2 separate regions of the Pan troglodytes genome follow, and region 1 is linked to region 2. A link is a contact called in public Hi-C data. All regions are on one chromosome and are shown on one strand. The core of a region is the stretch at or near the end of the contact, and the rest is flanking DNA. Distances in the headings are between cores, read along the strand shown. Region 1 holds the start of PCDHGB6 (protocadherin gamma subfamily B, 6). Region 2 holds the start of PCDHB15 (protocadherin beta 15).

The links. Hi-C and Micro-C count contacts between places; a contact is called where the count stands out from the background.
Region 1: a Hi-C map of induced pluripotent stem cells shows a contact between it and region 2, with 2.5 times the contacts expected there. The contact joins the promoter of PCDHGB6 here to the promoter of PCDHB15 in region 2. A contact is called at or near these places in 3 of 7 Hi-C or Micro-C datasets (induced pluripotent stem cells and stem cell-derived neural progenitor cells) and 1 of 1 datasets of contacts at active chromatin or transcription factors (stem cell-derived excitatory neurons).

What each region holds. Positions count from the first base shown.
Region 1 is chr4:139,126,102-139,132,986 of NHGRI_mPanTro3-v2.0_pri, reverse strand. PCDHGB6 (protocadherin gamma subfamily B, 6) reads right to left here and starts at 3,496. Exons shown (of 4, transcript NM_001082566.3): 1 at 862-3,496. The coding sequence starts at 3,279. The region is part of intron 2 of PCDHGA1 (protocadherin gamma subfamily A, 1); the gene reads right to left. The region is part of intron 1 of PCDHGA2 (protocadherin gamma subfamily A, 2); the gene reads right to left. All of the region lies in intron 1 of PCDHGA3 (protocadherin gamma subfamily A, 3), which reads right to left. It also overlaps PCDHGB1, PCDHGA4, PCDHGB2, PCDHGA5, PCDHGA6 and PCDHGA7, and 4 more genes.
Region 2 is chr4:138,963,723-138,969,962 of NHGRI_mPanTro3-v2.0_pri, reverse strand. PCDHB15 (protocadherin beta 15) reads right to left here and starts at 2,285. Exons shown (of 1, transcript NM_001013011.2): 1 at 1-2,285. The coding sequence starts at 2,285. It also overlaps the pseudogene LOC462136.

The DNA.
Region 1 (6,885 bases), core at 2,247-4,746, 160 kb before region 2:
TCAGCCTCCCAAGTAGCTGGGACCACAGGGGAATGCTACCACACTCTGCTAATGTTTTTTTTTGTTTTTGTTTTTGTTTTAGTAGAGATGGGGGGGTCTCCCTATATTGCCCAGGCTGGTCTCAATTCTTGGGCTCAAGTGATACTTTCCGATTCAGCCTATCAAAGTGCTGTGATTATAGGTGTGAGCCACTGGGCCTGTCTTCTGAATATTTTTAGGCTTTAAAAATATATAAATAAGATATCGTAAATTCACTAAGTCTTCGCAAATTTGAATAGATAGGTTACTTGTTTGTTTTCTTAGATGCCAAGACCACTGCTTCTGTTCGATAGTCAGAACTTGACAAAATATTGTGGCTCACGCCTGTAATCCCAGCACTTTGAGAGGCCAAGGTGGGAGGATCACGAGGACAGGAGTTTCTGAACAGCCTGGTCGACATAGTGAAACCCCATGTCTACTAAAAATACAAAAAATTTAGCTGTGGTGAGGGGCACCAGTAATCCCAGCTACTTGGGAGGCTGAGGCAGGAGAATCGCTTGAACCCAGAAGGCGGAGGTTGCAGTGAGCAGAGATCACGCCACTGCACTCCAGCCTAGGCAACAGTGCGAGACTCCATCTCAAAAAAAAAAAAAAAAAGACAAAGACAAAATATCTTCAGTCTGGTGACATTATTTTACAAAAAGAGCAACTTATGAACCAAATACATAGTGAAAACTATAATTGAAAAAACATTGAGAAAATATTGTAAAAAGCTATGGATTTTAAACATATGATTCTAGATATGAAAATAAAGTAGTATGCCTAAAATATGAGAAACTAGTAGACTATTAGATAAATCACACACAAAAAAGAGAAACTCACCGAAGTTAGAGTCTCAGGATGTGAAGTCAAATCCTCCCCACCATGAGGTGGAATTAAGGCTCCAGGAGAAACACTGCAAACCATGTCTTCATTGGAATGTAGGGGCACACTGCATTTTAGGAAATTAAACTCTTTTGTACCCGTATGTGCAATGCACAGATTATAAGAATAAGGCAAAGTCCCCTCACTGTAGTTGGGGGGAACTACAGGTCCAGACTTGACACAGAGACCAGGATGGAAGCAGTCCCAAGTAGTAGGGCTGAGAGAGCGTCGCAGGCGCAAGGCAATGGCCAGAATCACGGCGAGGAGGAAGAGCACTGAGATTAAGGCCAAGGCCACCACCAGGTAAAACTGCAGTTCAGCCTGGGGGTCAGAGAGTACAGGGCGGTCGCTGAGGTCTGGCAGTATCTCTTGCAAGTTGTCTGCGAAGACCAGATGCAGCGTGGCGGTGGCAGAGAGTGGCGGCTGTCCACCGTCACGCACAGCGACCAGCAGGCGCTGGCGGGCTGCGTCCCTGTCGCCTAAGGCTCGAGCCGTGCGCACCTCCCCAGTGCGCAGCCCCAGGCTGAAGAGTCCGGGCTCACTGGCCTGCAGCACGTGGTAGGACAGCCAGGCGTTGTGTCCCGAGTCGGCGTCCACCGCTACCACCTTAGTCACTAGGTAGCCGGGCTCTGCAGAGCGAGGCACCATATCGAAGAACGCGGAGCCGTCAGGACCCAGAGCTGGGTACAGCACCCGCGGTGCGTTGTCATTGCGGTCTCCCACCAACACGCGCAGGCTCACGTTGGCGCTGAGCGTGGGCGAGCCGTGGTCGCGGGCCTGCAGCGTGAGCGCGAAGGCGCGCAGCTGCTCGTGATCAAAGGCGCGCTGCGCGAACACCACCCCGCTCTGCGCGCTCACTGACACGTATGACGACACCGCCAGGGGCTCTAGGTCACTCGCCACTATAGAGTAGGAGATGTGGCCATTGAGCCCCAAATCCGGGTCAGAGGCGCTCACTTGCGCAATGGAGGCTCCTGGCGGGTTGTTCTCGGCCACGTGGACCACGTAGGACGTCTGGTCGAAAACTGGGGCGTTGTCGTTGATGTCAGCGACATACAAGGTGATGCTTCTACTGGAAGAAAGGGGCGGCTTGCCCCTGTCAGTGGCTACGATGGTGACATTGTATTCTGGTGTCTGCTCTCGGTCCAGGGCTCCATCAGTCACCAGTTTGTAGTAGTGATTGGAAGAAGAATAAATCTTGAATGGAATGTCTGTTTCTATATTACACCTGACTTCTCCATTTCCTCCGAAATCCAGATCCCGTGTTTTGAAGAGGGCAACAACCATTCCTGGAGGTGAATTCTCCAAAATCTGATCAGAGAGAGAAGTGATGATTATTTCTGGGCTGTTGTCGTTTTCATCCAGGATTTCTATGATTACTTTACACTGGGTAGAGAGACCACCTCCGTCCTTCGCTTCCACTTCCATGGTGTACCTTTCTACATCTTCAAAATCAAATGACTGGTTATTCTTAATCATACCTGTTTTCTCATCCAATGAGAACATGTGTTTTGTGCTCTGGGCAGTGCTTCGGAAGTAGTAGTTTATCTCAGCATTGACCCCCTCATCCTGGTCAGTGGCTGTCACTTGCAACACAGGGGACCCAGGGGGCAGATTTTCACTAAGACTAATTCTATATTCGTCTCTGCTGAAAACCGGGGGGTTATCATTGGTATCCTTGACAGAAATTTCTATGTGAGCGGTGGCACTTCTTGGTGGGTCCCCTCCGTCCAAGGCAGTCAATATCAAGCTATGAGATCTCTGTTCTTCCCGGTCTAGGAGTTTCTCCAGAGATAACTCTGGGTATTTGCCACCGTCGGAATTAACTCTAACCATTAATGAAAAATAAGGATTAGAGTTTATCTTATAATCTTTAATTGAGTTTATGTTTATATCAGGATCCGTGGCAGGGTCAAGCGATAGTCGTGTACCAGCGGATGCAGATTCGAAAATTTCTAAATGTATTTCCTTTTTATCAAATTGAGGGGCGTGGTCATTAACATCCTCAATCACCACAATGACATGAAAAATATTTAAAGGATTTTCCACCACAGCTTCCAATTGCAACTCACATCTTCTTCTCTCTTTGCATATTTGCTCACGGTCTATTCGGTTCTTCACAAGTAAGTCCCCGCTCTCCGCGTCTACGCTGAAGTGCAGCTTCTCCGCGCTCACTCGCAGCTTGCGAGCCGACACATCCAGGACACTGAGCCCTAGATCCTTAGCGAGGTTCCCCACCACCGAGCCCTTGGCCAGCTCCTCCGGAATCGAGTAGCGGATCGGCTCACACAGGGTGGGGTAGAAGAAAGGCAGCAGCAAAGGAAATAGCACCTGCCGCGGGCCGGCCCGGCGCCTCTGCGCGCAGCTCCCTCCCATCGTTCGCTCGGGTTCTCGCTGGGTCCCCGCTTTTCCAGTTGGAGAAAGTGCACTCTACTGCGCTAAAAGAGCATTCGGCCCAGGACAGGAGGAGTCCCGGGTCTCGGAGCTAGCGATCCGCTGTGCTGGGCAAGGTCTGCGCAGCCGGGAGCCTCTGTGTGGGAGCTGGTTTTCTTCTTTCTGTTGTTGGCTGCGCAGGGAATCCCAGGCCAGAGGCTGACGGATCCCCGGCGTCAGCGCTTGCTCTGCACTGGCCGACAGCGGCGCCCAGAGGCTCCGTGCGGGACAGCAGCCCGGTTTTTCATTTTGAATTCGGTCTCCGAAATGTATATATTCTTCGAAAATGCAGGTGTACATTCCCCTCAAATTTTGCTCTCACCATAATATTATAGTAGATATTTCTATGCTTCGTGTTTTAAATAAATCTATTATGCACAATTTCAAACTTATACAACAGTAGGGAGTATATATAGTGAACCTTCACATAGCCATCACCCCACCTTCAACAATGATCACCACAAAGCCAATCTTTGTTTAATATACACAGCGCTCCCCCATTATTTTTAAGTAATACGAGATATAGAATGTCAACCAATGCTTCTTTTTAAGATGAGACATTAAGGTCAAGAATTTTATCTTTCAGCTTATGTTCTACAATCTGTTACCAATGCACAATAAGTTAAGTCCTACATAGCCTAAGAAAAACAGAAATAAAGATTTTCCATACTCCATTCAGTCATCTGTCTGGTGAGCCTCGTGTTCTGGTTTTAAGGGCAAGAGACATTTTTGTGGTATCGAATAGTAACTACCTACCATGACATACAAGCCTTCATGGATATCTGTTATGTTTTCCCCAAATTAACACACATTTCAATATTTATAAATACTAAGTATGAAGGCTACTCCTCAGAACAGAAATTGTAACAATTTTCTTGTTGCATGGTTAAAAACATGAGCCTGAAGTATGCTTTATTTTTTTTGCTACCCGCTTAAGGGGGAAAACGTGTTTGAAATAATTAAAATGTCTGTATGTCATAAAGGATTCCCAGACACTTTAGCTTTTTTTTCTTAAAAATAAAGCAACTGAAACCCAAATAATTACAAACAAATAAAACAATTCTTCATTTCCACAGAAATGCCAGCAGTCATCAGTGTATCTATGGATCACATGTTTAGCATAGAATTTTGAGTCAACTTCAAAGCTTATTTTCAAATGTCTTGTGAAATGTTATTTACTATTTGAAACAACACTATGTTTAAAATAACATTAAATAATACATTATTCTCTTCCTTATAGCTAAAAACAGTAAAATAGTTTTAGAATCTTCCCAGCAGTTCCTGAGAATATTTTCTTAAATTATATCTGATATGCAAGTTCATTTCTAGACTCAAAAGTTGGAGAATTGAGCCAGAAATAATATATGTGAGAGAAATATTTTTAATTCCTTGTTTTGTCATTTCACAGTGTCCAGTCTTAGAAACTTCTCTTGAGCAAGCATATACTATAGAAAAGAAGAATGTCCTACTATTCTCCATAATTTAACATTAAAGCATTAGGAAATTGAGACCTTTGAAGATATGAGAATAAAAGATGTGACAACTTTCACCATTAAAGGGAAAAAATTGGTTTACTAGGGTTTGGAAGTGGATAACTAAAGTTTGAATCTTCGTCAGAAAATATCTGTAAACACAAACAGACTTTACACACTTGTGATCTGAAAAATATAACCTCAAAGAGGTGTTTTCCTGTCATAGAAATGGAAGAATAGAAGCAATAAATCTGGGCTTTCAGCTGTTTCTCTAAGAAGAATACATTTACCTTTTTATCAGTTTACCCTTACAAACATAGTATGACCTGAATAAATGATCGTAGGAGTAAGAATTTGCTGGGTGAGGTGGTTCACACCTCACCCAGTGCTTTGGGAAACTGAAGCAGGAAGATCGTTTGAGACCAGTCTGGGCAACATAGCTTGCTAGCCCTCCCACCTCAGTCCTAGCTACTGTGAAGGCTGAGGTGGGAGGATTGCATAAGCGAAGGAGGTTGAGACTGCAGTAAGCTTTACTCACACCACTGCATTCCACCCTGGACAACAGAATGACACCCCCATCTCTTAAAAAAAAAAAAGGAGTAAGAATTTTATGATATGAGTCCACTGCAACCAATGAAGCAACCCTACCCAAAAAGCCCATGTCAATGCAGGCTGAGAGCTACCCCATGAAGTATGGTTTATGTTGACAGCAGGTTAATTATGAGAACATGAAAGTTATATCAGCAAATATAACTAATAAATGCCTCCTTTCAGTGTTGGAGCAACAATTAGGCCCAGTGAAAAGTGATGAGAAACACACTAATATCAACTTATACTACCTTAAGTACAGACAGTTAAAGAGAAAGCTAACTATAATAGAAAGTTAAGGGCCAGGCGCAGTGGCTCACGCCTGTAATCCCAGTGCTTTGGGAGGCTGAGGTGGGTGGATCACTTGAGGTTAGGAATTCAAGACCAGCCTGGCCAACATGGTGACACCCCGTCTCTACTAAAAACACACAAAAAATTAGCCGGGCGTGGTGGCACGTGCCTGTAGTCCCAGTTATTCTACTTGGGAGGCCTGTAGTCCCAGCTACTCTACTCTAGTCCCAGCTACTCTACTCTAGTCCCTGCTACTCTACTTGGGAGGCTGAGGCAGGAGAATCGCTTGAACTTGGGAGGCGGAGGTTGCAATGAGCCGAGATCACACCACTGCATTCCAGCCTGGGTAACAGAGTAAGACTCTGTCTCAAAAACAAAACAAAACAAAAAACAAAAAAAGAAAAGAAAGAAAGAAAAAAAATGAACTCACCGGAACCAAAGGGGTGTCTTCTATAGGAAACTTGGAATCAACAGAGACGCACAAAGGCTCATTTTTCTCACAGCTCTGCTGGCTGATGAGTGTGTCTGCATAGTTGGGCTGGGGGAAGATCAGGTGACTCTTCCTTGAGTCAGCGGTGAGGGAGAACTCCTGAGAATAGGTCTGTAGGAAAGCTCGAACCCCATCTACACCCACAAAGTGTGAGGTGGGCACACCAGCCAACCCATCACTGGTAGCCCGCAGCAGATGCGAGGAGTGCCAGTGCCTCAGCCTGAGGGCCAGCAGCGTGATAACGAAGGTGAGGAAGACACAGGAGACGACTGCCACAGCCACAACGAGGTAGAGGGTAAGGTCTGAGGCCTCCAGGTCTGCAGGGATCTGAAGACTGCCCAGGTCAGCCAGGATGTCTGGGATGCTGTCAGCTATGGCTACTGTGAGCGTGACAGTGGCCGAGAGAGGGGGCTGGCCATGGTCCTGTACAGCCACCACAAGGCTCTGTTTGAGCGCATCTCTATCTAGCAGGGCCCGAGCTGTGCGCACTTCACCTGTGTGCAGCCCCACCGAGAAGAGCCCTGGCTCACTGGTCTTGAATAGGCGGTAGGAGAGCCAAGCATTCTGGCCTGAGTCTCTGTCCACTGCCACCACCTTGGTCACCAGGTAGCCAGGCTCTGCAGAGCGGGGTGCCAGCTCCACACCAGTAGAACCATCAGTGGGGAGGGCAGGGTACAGGATTTCCGGGGCATTGTCATTCTGGTCCAA
Region 2 (6,240 bases), core at 1,036-3,535:
TTACTTTCAGAGCCTCCCGTCAGACACACCTCGTACTGGTAGCTCTGGGACAGAGTCCCGGTGCCGCTCACGTCCACCCGATGCCCTGGAAAGGGGCCCTCGGGCACCGAGTAGCGACCCACCGAGGCCGCCCTGCTCCTCCTGCACAGCCGCACTGCCACGAACAGGAGCACCGAGAAGAGGAAGAGCGACGACACCGAGGCCAACGCCACCACCAGGTAGACGGTAAGCGAGTCGGCCTGGGCTTGGGCCGGGGCCGCCTCTGGGAGCGGCAGGTAGGGCTGGGAGAAGCCATCCACCAGGAGCACTTGCAGCGTGGCGGTGGCCGAGCGCGGAGGCTCGCCATTGTCCTTGACCAGCACCACTAGCCTGTGCTTGGCCACGTCGCGCTCGCTCAGCAGCCTGGCGGTGCGCACCTCGCCATTGTGCGCCCACACGCCGAATAGCCCGGGCTCCGTGGCCTTGAGCAGCTGGTACGACAGCCAGGCGTTCTGGCCCGAGTCGCCGTCCACCGCCACCACCTTGGTCACCAGGTAGCCCGGCTCGGCCGCCCGGGGCACCAGCTCGGTGCAGGGCGCGGAGCCGTTCTGCAGCGGGTACAGCACGAAGGGCGAGTTGTCATTGGCGTCCAGCACCAGCACTCGCACCAGCGCCTCGCTGCTCAGCGCCGGGGAGCCGCGGTCTGTGGCGCCCACGTGGAACTCGAAAGCCTGCAGGGCCTCGTAGTCCAGCGACCTGAGGGCGAACAGGTGGCCGTTGTCTGTGTTAATGGAGACCAGGGAGGCGAGGGGCAGGTGCGGGTCCTGGGGCGGCAGCAGCGAGTAGGTGACCTGGGCGTTGGTGCCTGAGTCTCTGTCTGTGGCGCTGACGCTGCCGATGTGCAGGGCGGGGCTGTTGTTCTCGCGGACGAACAGGGTGTAGGAGGTTTGGGTGAAGGCGGGGGCGTTGTCATTGACGTCGGAGACCAGCACTGTTATGTTGTGCTGGGTTTTCAGCCTTGGAGTCCCCAAGTCTGTGATGGTGATGGTGATGTTGTACTCGGCTCTGGTCTCTCTGTCCAGCGCCCCTTCTGTTACCAGCCTGTAGAAATTCTCAACAGAAGGTTTTAGCTTAAAAGGAACATCATCCTGAATTGAGCAAATCATTTTTCCATTTTCCCCAGAGTCTCGGTCTCTAATCCTAAACAGGGCCACTTCTGTCTCTGGAGAATTCTCGGGAATAGGGCTGGTAAGTGATGAAATACTTAGTTCCGGGAAGTTATCGTTAACATCCAGCACCTTAACAGAGACAGAGCATTTTCCAGAAAGTCCCCCGCCATCAGATGCCTCTATATCTAGATCATACGAAGACATTGTCTCAAAATCTAGTTTTTTAATTAGTCGAATTTCTCCTGAAAGGCTGCTTAGCTCAAAAGGTTTGTTTATCTCCTCAGAGCTGTAATAAAGGGAGTATGATATCTCTCCATTTGTCCCAGTGTCTAAATCCCTAGCAGAGACCTTGACAACTAGGGAGCCTACTGGGCTGTTCTCTGGGACCTGCACCTCGTAGAGCGCCTGCGCAAACTCCGGGGCATTGTCATTGGCGTCCAAGACCAAGATGAGGATCTGGACGGTGCCAGATCGGGGTGGAGAGCCACCGTCCACCGCTGTCAAGGTTAATCTGAGCTCGGCCTGCTTCTCGCGATCCAGTTCTGTGTCCAGCACCAGCTCTGGGTATTTCCTGCCATCCCCTCGGGTGCGAGTGGAAACATGGAAATGAGAATTGGGAGAAATATTGTAGTTTTGAACATTATTGCTGCCCACGTCCAAGTCCCGAGCTTTTTTCAGAGGAAACACAGTCCCAAGGGAGCTAGTTTCTGGGATTTTCAGGGTGATTTCTCTTTCAGGAAATTCAGGAGAATGATCGTTTATGTCTGTCACTAGTAGTTCAGCTCGAATTACTTCCAAAGGTTTTTTCAGTAACACTTGGAAATGCATTATACAGGGCTCAGTAGGGCCACACAGCTTCTCCCGGTCCAGCTTCTCATTTAATATCAACTGCCCGGTCTGCAGATCAAGCTGCAAGCCTTGTTCGTTATCCTCAGAAACTACCCGGGCTCCCCGCTCGGCTAGCTCCCCCACTCCCAGCCCTAGGTCATTGGCCAGGTTGGCTACAAAAGAACCTCTCTCTGTTTCCTCCATCACAGAATAGCGACGGGGTTCCCAGCCTGCCAGAGTCACTTCCAGTAAAAGAAGGAGAATCAGGACTTGCCTTTGTTCGGGAAAGCGCTCCCCTGCAGGCTCCATCTTTACTTCTGTACACGCCCCTTTCAAGGAACCGGAGTCAGAGCTACTTCAGGGAGCGATGGGACAGAGGCAGTGATCGATCTGTGCGTTGATAACCTGTCCGGAAATGTAGGAGAATAGCATTCTCCGGAGACACTGGTCCGTGCTCTGCTAACAGGCTTTCCTCTTAGGCTGAAAGAGGTCTGAAGTAGCTAGTAGCATTTCATGGGCTTTTTCCTTTTCCTTTTTTTGAAGCCTTAGCCTGCAGCGCCACCATGCGTTGTCTTTGCTTCGAAACGAATTGCTACAATTGATCTATTCTCTATTCTATTAGGAGTTTGGAAATTGGGAGGAAATGATGTAATCACAATATCACGCAATGGTAATTATTAATTTCTTCATTTAAAGGAGTATTATTGGTCTCTATGTGCCAAATTATGAAATACATCAGTAAACAACCCAGACATGGTCCCCACCCTCCAGAACCTGTAATCTGGGTGTAGCGTTCTGAGGGAAATTGAGAAGTGAAAGAAGACATAATAGTGATCAGTCATCTTGTAATAATAATAACACAAAGCCATGTGATTTCTTAAAAATTTCTCAGCAAAACAAAATGAATTCTTTGATTTCTTTCAAATTCTAGACAGCCTATGTACCAGAATTGTGCTCCCATTGGTTGGATTACATCAAGAAAAAGCTACACGTTCATTCCAGTGTGATATCCTTTCTACATAAAGTCAGAGAGTTATGATTTTATGAAAATTTTAAACTGTGGAAAAATACATATGAAGGCAATTCCTATATCTCTTACTTTGCTTTTTCTCTTTTTTCTTTTCATTTTTCCTTTTTTTTTTTTTTGAGATGGGGTCTTGCTCTGTTGTCCAGGAGGGAGTGCAGTGGCACAATCACTGCTCATTGCAGCCTTGACTACCCAGGCTCAAGCAATCCCCCCACCTCAGCAACTGTAGCTGGGACCACAGTTGAGCATCACCATGCCTGGCTAATGTTTTAATTATTTGTAAAGATGAGGTCTTGCTATGTTGCCCGGGCTGGTCTCAAATTTCTGAGCTCAAGCAATCCTCCTGCCTCAGCCTCCCAAAGTGCTGGGGTTATAGGCATGAGCTGCTGTACCCAGCCCTGCCTTGTCTCCCTCGTATTTATTATCTGACGTAGTATACATGTACTTATTTAGTTGTTTCCTTTCTGTTTCAACCTCACATGTTAGAACTTCATTTTGTTCACTGCTGCATCCCCAATATCTAAAATAATCCCTGGCACATGGTAGGTGCTCAATAAATATTTGTTAAATTGATCCATTAATAAATCACAATTAATTTAAACATTCTGACAGATAGGTTCTCCTCCTACTGTAGAAGTCCCCTCTTCTTCTGGGATTCAAGTTCATTATATAAGATGGATAAACAAAGACAGCATGTTCATAAGGTAGCTATTTCCTATGCCCTTTAAATAGTAATGTGAAATAACTCAGAATGACCTAAAATGTCATTTCATTAAATGGCAAAACTACTTAGCTACCCATAAGCAAGGGATATATTATATGATAGAAAGAAAGAACATAACAAGATTATGATGATCCTAAAGATAAGGATTATGTCTCTTTTAGACACACATTTTTCATTGTCAAGGTTTTTTTTACAGTAATGTTATTATGACACTTATGATATTCAAAACTCTTATATAATAAAATTTTCTAAGAATTTCTATTAAACACTTCAAAGACTGTACCATTGGAAAGATCCTTCAGTTTTTCTCAAAATTGTATATTCTGACAAAAGCTAGTGCATGTCCCTTATAGACTACTAATATTTTACAACCTCCTTGATCCCAAATGTTGTCATACTAATATGAAAAGCCACAATAAAAACTCAATAGGAAGAAAGGTCTAACTTATCAACAATGCAAGAATATCTAAACATGCTTTTGACAACAAAAACCTCACTTAGATCTCTTAGTTAGAGGGAAATTTATTAAAGAGCACAAATTTGTCTCCAGCAACCTAAGGGAAAAAGACTTGGGAGGGACTGGAAAATCTAAAACAGGAAAATCTATGACAAGGTCATTCTTTTGGTACCTTATTTTTTTTCTTGTCTCTCAATAGATTGATGTTCTGTATTTCTTTGCAAGTGTTTAGCCAAATATGACACCACTTTCTGCTTATGTTCCTAACAAAGAGACTATGTTGTATCTGGTTCTTAAAGCCATTTTTTTTTAAACAGAGAGAATCAGATTAGGCCAGCTAGGATCATCTTATTTTTGTGTTTGAGATCACAGAAGGAGGTGGGTCATATAAAATAAATGTGGCTGCAACATTACACTTCAGCCACAGACAGGGAGAATTTTCCAGAAAAAGATCAGGTGGGCTAGATAGACACTACAAAAGGGAGCTATGATTTTAAAATCTTGAGATAATCTAATAATCACTAAAGATGCTCGTATGGCCGGGCAAGGTGGCTCACACCTGTAATGCCACACTTTGGGAGGCAGAGGCGAGTGTATCACCTGAGGTCAGGAGTTTGAGACCAGCCAAACTGGTCTGAGTTTGAGTTTGGCCAACATGGTGAAACCCCATCTCTACTAAAACAAGGAGCCTGTAATCCCAGCTACTCGGGAGGCTGAGGCAGGAGAATCGCTTGAACCGGGGAGGCGAGGTTGCAGTGAGCCCAGATCACGCCATTGCACTCCAGCCTGGGCGACAAGAGTGAAACTCTGTCTCAATAATCGTAATAATAATGCTCATATATGTTATGGAGTGAAGGTTATAAAAAGAGCAGAAAAGTCTTTAAGTTTGGGGGAAAATGTAGTCTTTCCCACTTCAAGCTATTGTGAAATAAAACGATGCAATTTTTGCAGACGCTTCTCCATTTAAAAATTCAAGACAGGTAAGCATAAGACAGAATCAATAGACTATGTACTAATAATCACTATATCATCGTTCCTGTCTTCTAAGCATCAAAAGTTTAGAAAAGCTTTCTTTAATGAAACAGAACGGAGCTGGAGTCTTCAAGTCAACAGCCTGTGATTTTGAAAAGTTGATAAATTGAACAAATATTACTTTTCATTAATGAGTAAACCTGAAAGTTGTATTCATCAAAATGGACATGATAAAAGGAGACTAAGTATGAACAAATAATCAAAGAAAATGTCTAATCTTAAGTAGGAAAATGAAATCAGCAAAATCTTAGAAAATCTATATAGCACAAAAAACATAACAGAGACTTAATATATTGATAAAGGACTAACCTTTATCCTAAATGCTCTGAGAAATCTACAGATTCTTAATTGAATCCAAAACCATTTACAAAGTTGGACTTTTCCTCCCATCATTCACAGCGCCCGGATGCTTAGGGATAACAGACTTCAGGAATTTGAATTCATTTGTCCCGGAGCCTCGCTTCAGAAACACTTCATACTTGTACCTCTGGGATAGGGTCCTGGTGTCGCTCACGTCCACCAGATGCCTGGAAAGGGGTCTTCGGGCACCGAGCAGCGACCCAATGAGGCCTCCCTGCTCCTCCTGCACAGCCGCACCGCCACGAACAGGAGCACCAAGAAGAAGAAGAACGACAACACCAAGGCCAACGCCACCACCAGGTAGACGGTGAGCAAGTCGGCCTGGGCCTGGGCCGGGGCCGCTTCAGGGAACGGCAAGTAGGGCAGGGAGAAGCCATCCACCAGGAGCACGCGCAGCGTGGCGGTGGCCGAGCGCGGAGGCTCGCCATTGTCCTTGACCAGGACCATCAGCCTGTGCTTGGCTGTGTCACGCTCAGCAGCCTGGCAGTGCATTGTACGCCCACACGCCGAACAGCCCGGGCTCCGTGGCCTTGAGCAACTGGTACGACAGCCAGGCGTTCTGGCCCGAGTCAGCGTCCACCGCCACCACCTTGGTCACCAGGTAGCCCGGCTTGGCGGCCCGCCCGGGGCATCAGCTCGGTGCAGGGCGCGGAGCCGTTCTGCA